2 separate regions of the Mus musculus genome follow, and region 1 is linked to region 2. The links are chromatin contacts, called in public HiChIP or PLAC-seq maps. All regions are on one chromosome and are shown on one strand. The core of a region is the stretch at or near the end of the contact, and the rest is flanking DNA. Distances in the headings are between cores, read along the strand shown. Region 1 has its middle 23 kb from the start of Trim33. Region 2 has its middle 19 kb from the start of Tspan2.

Region 1 (2,904 bases), core at 3-2,502, 540 kb before region 2:
CTGTCCTGGAACTCACTCTGTAGACCAGGCTGGCCTCAAACTCAGAAATCTGCCTGCCTCTGCCTCCCAAGTGCTGGGATTAAAGGCGCGTGCCACCACCTCCCGGGCATATGAAATACTTCTGCTGAAAATACATATTTATGGAGAGATGACTCAGTGGTTAAGAGCACTGACTACTCTTCCAGAGGTCCTGAGTTCAATTCCCAGTAAAGGGACCCGATGTCCTCTTCTGGTGTTTCTGAAGACAGCTATAATGTACATATACATACATATACATACATATACATAAATAAATAAATCATATATATATATATATATACACATACACACACACATACATATGTTGGCTGCATGTGTATATGTTTTATATATGACATATATACCCAGGCTGCATATATATTCATCTATATGTATATATGCATATATGTGTGTGTACATATGTGTGTGTGTGTTTGTGTGTGTGTGTGTGTTTGTGTGTGTGTGTATATATATGTGTGTGTATATGTGTATATATATATATATACATATACATATACATATACATATACATATACATATACATATACATATACATATACATATACATATACGTAATTTGTAGGGTGACTTGGAACTCACAATGTCGCTGAGGCAAGCCTTTAATGTTCAGTCTTCTTTACCCTCCTGAGTAGTGGGGATTACAGCAGCAGTTAGTTATCAGCCTGTGGGTAGAGACCCCTTTGGGGTTGCCTATCAGATACCCTGAATATCAGATATGATCATAACAGTGGCAAAATTACAGCTATGAATAACAATAAAATAATTTAAATTTTACAGATGGGAGTCACCACAACACGGGGAACTGTATTAAAGGGTTACAGCCTTAGGAAGGTGGTGAGCCACTGGATGACAGGCTTGTGCCACTGGGGACAGCAATTGGCTTGTTTTCTGTCTATTTCTTCCAAATGCCTTTTATTTCCCCTCCTGATTTGCTTTCATTGTCCTCACGGTGAAGACTTTTCTTAAATGAGCATTTGTCCTGCTGTATCTGAAGAATGAGGTGCTTAGAAGCTGCTCAGAAGCCCAGTGTGGTGTGAGCCTCACTTCCTGGCCGGGCGAGCCTTGCCCAAAGAGAGGCCTGTTCTTTGCTCCACTTCCTGAGTGACTCTAACTCTTGGAATGTTCTGACTGATAAGAGCGTCTGTTTACCTGGGGGCCTCGAGCTGTGCCTGATAGTCTGTGCTAACAATGTGCTTTGTGGTGGACACTTGGAGCCTGCAGTATCAGCTCATGCTCCGCAGGGCCTGGAGCGTCGGCCGCACCATCTGTGTCTCTGTGATCAAGCCCCAGTGAGAGGAAAATTTAAATACCAGGGTTTAGGTGAGTTCCCTGCCTGGAAGCAAACCACCTGCTGTGTTAGGTACCTTAGCAGCTGGACAGAACTGCACAGGAACTCTTCCCTTGTGGGAGGACAAAAAGATGCTCTACCCTTTAAAACAGTCATGGATGGTACTGCTCGAATGCCTCCTTTCTTCTTCTTCTTCTTTTATTTATTACTATTTATACAAGTACACTGCAGCTGTCTTCTGACCCACACAAGAAGAGTGCATCGGATCCCATGACAGATGGTTGTGAGCCACCATGTGGTGTTAGGAATTGAACTCAGGACCTCTGGAAGAGCAGTCAGTGCTCTTAACCGCTGAGCCATCTCTCCAGCCTACATGCCTCCTTTCTTAGTTATTTAATCTGCAGCCTTTGGTTTTTTTTTTTAATAAGTTAGTATATACAACCTGAATATAACTGCTTTCAATGGGTGCTGTGAGTGCCAGCAAGGTGACTATCAGTTGTCAGATTCCATGATTATTAGCACTCTCGTAGATTGCTTGCCCAAGATGACTGCTATTCATATACTTGGGTAGCTTGTAGAGATACCCACTTACCTGGGAACCAGCAACCACACAAAAGAGCTTAGAAGAGCCTTCCCCTTGTTGAATCTTCACATAAGACTACAGTTCTGGAGGGAAATTTGTCCTAAATCTCCTAAGAAACTGTGAGCTACCCATCTTAGCCATGCCCACAATAATGAAGGGTTGTTGTTTCAAGACCCTATTTTCATTTAATTACATTTTTTAATTTTTAGGTTTTGTGCCTGTGCGTGTGAGTGCCATGGTGGATGTACGGAGGTTGTTAGAGGACAACTTTCTAGAATTGGTTCTATCCTTTCACCACGTTAGGTTCCAAGGATCAGGTCGTCAGGCTTGGTGGCAAACACCTTTACCCACTGAGCCAGTGGTTTCTACACTGCTGACAGAAGTTTGTTTATGCACTGACTCTGATATGAGGTGATCTGGTAGATCTACATATCAAGTGTAATGATTTTCATCTGAGGACATTAAAGGGGGCCATTCTTTTTTTTTTTTAAGGATTTATATCAAAGTACACTGTAGCTGACTTCAGACGCATCAGAAGAGGGCGTCAAATTTCATTACGGACGGTTGTGAGCCACCATGTGGTTGCTGGGATTTGAACTCAGGACCTTCAGAAGAGCAGTCAGTGCTCTTAACCGCTGAGCCAACTCTCCAGCCCCAAAAGGGGGCCATTCAAATTATATTTTTCTCTGGGCACAGTGACCTCAGTAATCCTGAGGCTGAGGCAGAAGGGTTGCCATGAGTTCCAGGGCATCCTGTGTTGTATACTATTTCAGTTTTTCAATAGAAGTCTTTTAGGGCATCATTTGAATACCACAGGTTGGCGTTATAAGGCAGGAGCATGCTTCTGAAGCCATTAGCCTGTGGTACTCATTCTTTTTCAGAAATCTAAATACCAATGTTGTACTGTCCTTGTTTTTGTTTTGTTTTGTTGTTTTTTTAATTGGGAGACATTTCTTTTCAGAAGTCCTCTGTCAGGTAAGTGAAAGGGAACAGA
Region 2 (3,055 bases), core at 406-2,905:
GTTCGACTCTGTGACTGGATTCTTGTGTCTGACATAGCACCCAGCCTGCACAAAACATTTTGCTGGGGTAAATGTGTTTATAAGGTTCATAATTCATCTGAGGTATGAGCCTGTGGTACCAGCTTTCTTCTCTCATGAAGAGAGCCAAGTGCCGTCTGTTCTCTTTGGGGCTTTTGCCTGTAGTGGACAGTGAAGGCTGCTGGCTTGATCAAACACGTACCATGGTTCTAGCAAACATGCTTCCCCCTTCCCGGTTGTGCCCTTGTTTGACTTCATTCTATACAACTTGATTAGGGTCTCCTCTTAAGTCCCATCTCATGATAGTATTATTATTATATCCTTGAAGGTAGTAATTAGAGTTATGAAGAGTCGTTTTTTCCTGGTTCTTTTCCTGAGTGGCTGGACTTTAGCTAATTCATTTAATCTCCTTGAATCTTAGTATTTTCATCCTTTAAATGATAGTGAAGTGTGTCTTGCTGAATATTACCTGTTTCTGGTAAATGTGCAAAGAAATGACTGTCAAAGCAAGCAGAAAACTGCTAAATGAGCATAAAATCCAAAAAAATTTATCATTTTATGACTTTTGAAATTCATTATAATGCCTGACACTTTGCAGGCACCAGCCAACTGGTGCGCCTCCATCTATTATTTAATGTGGTGAGGGGATATGCTATCACTTGTCACCACTAAGGACCCACTAAATCTCATCTCATTCCATCCCCCCACTTCTCGTTTGATGAAGAGGAACCTGAGGCTAGGAAAGGTTAAGCAACACATTCAAGGTCACACAGCTAAGAGCCTGTGCTCTCACGGGGTTCCCACATTTGCCTTCCTCTGGTCCCAGAACAGGGACAGCTTCTGGTCATGCTAAGAGGTAAAGGATTCAGCCAGCTCTATGAAGGTATTAAAGGCAGAGCTGGGACCAGCGCGAGGCCTGTCGGCTGTCGGTCCAGTGCTCAGCTCCGGCTCCCTTTCTGGCAGAGGTGGACACCTGAGATAGAAGGAGGCTCTCGTAGCTTCTTCTGTTCTCACCTCTTGGAGGCGTGCCTCTCACGGTCCAGGTTTCTTTTTTGTCATCGAATATATTTATATTTATATTCCTTTCACAAAGGAGAAAATGGGAGCATAGAGAGATCGCCTGAGCTTTTCTCTTCCAGGTAGAACACTTCCACATACTGCAGTAAGAGGAGAAAGCCGGATGGTTGGAATTTGAATATGAGGAGACACGTTAGTGACAAGCAGTAAGGCTGAACTGGAAGAAGCCAGCCAATCCCCTTCCACTTCCTTCCTGAGGTCTTTGCCTCTTCTGAGCTTGGCTTAGCCCTGACCGGAGTGAGCTCAGACACGACAGAAAGAAAGAGGAAATAGATTGTGTTTGTCTGTGGTGCTAGAGTAAGATACGGAGCAACAGTCACCCTAAAGGCCAGCCTGGACTTCCCCAGCTGACATTTGCTTTACTCGGGGGATCGATAATCTTGGCCGCAACACCTACAAAACCTGGGCCTGAGCTGCCTCCATTTCCAGCCTGCTTGGGTTTCAGTTCTTTCCAAGGTATCATTTCCTGGTTGTTTCTTTGGCAGTTTCTTCTGCACCGGCAAGGTTTAGTGTGCCCGGGCGTTTACCAGGTGTTGGCTCCCCCCTGCTGTCAGAAAGAAGCATTGCAAGGACTTGACAAGTTGCGTGTATCTCATGAACTCAAGAACTCATTGTCTGGGAGTGCTTGTCTCACGTCTCCTCAACAAGACATTGACTGTCCACGCGAGTGGGTCCAAGATCGGTAGCCATCAGTGCTCAGTTCACACTGCTGTTTATGCATTAAGGGAGTCGGTTTATGGAGCAATCAACGTGGTTTAGCACGCAATGCTTTCTAATTTCTGAGAACTTGGGCCTTTTGTTAAGGCCACTCCCAGCCTTCCTGGCCTCCTCTGAGCAGGCAGCATGGATACTTCTGATCGCGGTGGGAGCTGAATCCACCTTAGGTGCCTTGACACTCTCAGGCTTTTTACAGCAGGTCACCAGAGACTGGAGTCCCTTCAGGGCTGAGGAAGTGGAAGGGTTTCATCAGTCTACTGAGAGCTACCGGCCACTTGAGGTCCTCAGGGTTGGAGAGGCTAAGTTTCCTTCTTATTTACATTGCTGAACTGTCCTAGAGCAGTGGTCCTGGGCTCCTGTTACCAGCTTCAGAGGCTTGTCTCAGCCCTTAGGGCAGGGGCTCTCAGCCTTTGAATAGAGACTCAACCCCTTTCGCAGGGTCGCAGAAGACCATGGGAAGACGTAGAAATTTACATTACAATTCATAAAGATAGCAAAATTAAAGTCATAAAGTAGCAATAAAATAATTTTATGGCTGGGGGTCACCACACCACGAGGAACTGTATTAAAGGGTCACAGCATCAGGAAGGCTGAGAGCCACCGCCTTAGGAGGCGTCTACATCTTCAGCTCATGCTCCGTCTCTTGTCTGGGCTTCTTGTTTTCCTTGCCTTTCAGGTTCCCATGTTCTTAAAGTCCTAGAGGTCATAGGTTCCCCAAAGCTTCTTTCCAAAGAATAAAGGCCACCGCCCACTACTCTATATTGTAAGCACGCACTGTCTCTTGGGTTCCTCCTCATTTGTGTGACTCAAGCCTTTCTTACCCCCATAGGTACTACTCGGGACTCTCTCCCAGGGTGCATTGCTTCTGCTCCAGCTAGAATATAAATAGCTGGCTGCCAGTCCCTGGGCCGTCCCCTCAATACTTCAAACTGTGTGTGCCAGGGAGGGATTCAGCCAGGAGCGCACAGAGATGGCTCAGAGACTCCGGCTTTCCAATGGCCTGTGTCACTCAGCAGGCCCCGAGCATCTGTAGATTCTAAGCAAACATTTTATTTTGTCTTTGTCTGCATTATGACATGGTTTGTGATCCCCCCCCCCCACTTATCACATCTGCAGTGTGTTGGGTGTCTACAGTGTTGGAGATGAGGCTGGGGCTGACGCTGTATTCTGGACGATGTTTCCCACAGGTGATTTGTGCTTTACCCAGCACAAGGGCAGCTTCTGGTCAGGCAGAGAGGTAAAG

What was found. HiChIP or PLAC-seq counts read pairs in DNA pulled down with a chosen protein or histone mark.
Region 1: a contact with region 2 is called in an HNF4G HiChIP or PLAC-seq map of pancreatic cancer cells. The contact joins two enhancer-like sites. A contact is called at or near these places in 3 of 115 datasets of contacts at active chromatin or transcription factors (bone marrow-derived macrophages, embryonic stem cells and pancreatic cancer cells).

The regions. Positions count from the first base shown.
Region 1 is chr3:103,254,574-103,257,477 of GRCm38.p6, reverse strand. No RefSeq gene overlaps it. Among named protein-coding and RNA genes, the nearest start is that of Trim33, 23 kb to the left of the region's middle. Within about 2 kb of position 1,252, at least 64 of the 459 cell types and tissues checked have an H3K27ac peak or open chromatin away from gene starts, as enhancers often do. A contact at or near this core is called in pancreatic cancer cells, where this site is marked.
Region 2 is chr3:102,713,766-102,716,820 of GRCm38.p6, reverse strand. No RefSeq gene overlaps it. Among named protein-coding and RNA genes, the nearest start is that of Tspan2, 19 kb to the left of the region's middle. Within about 2 kb of position 1,655, at least 195 of the 459 cell types and tissues checked have an H3K27ac peak or open chromatin away from gene starts, as enhancers often do. A contact at or near this core is called in pancreatic cancer cells, where this site is marked.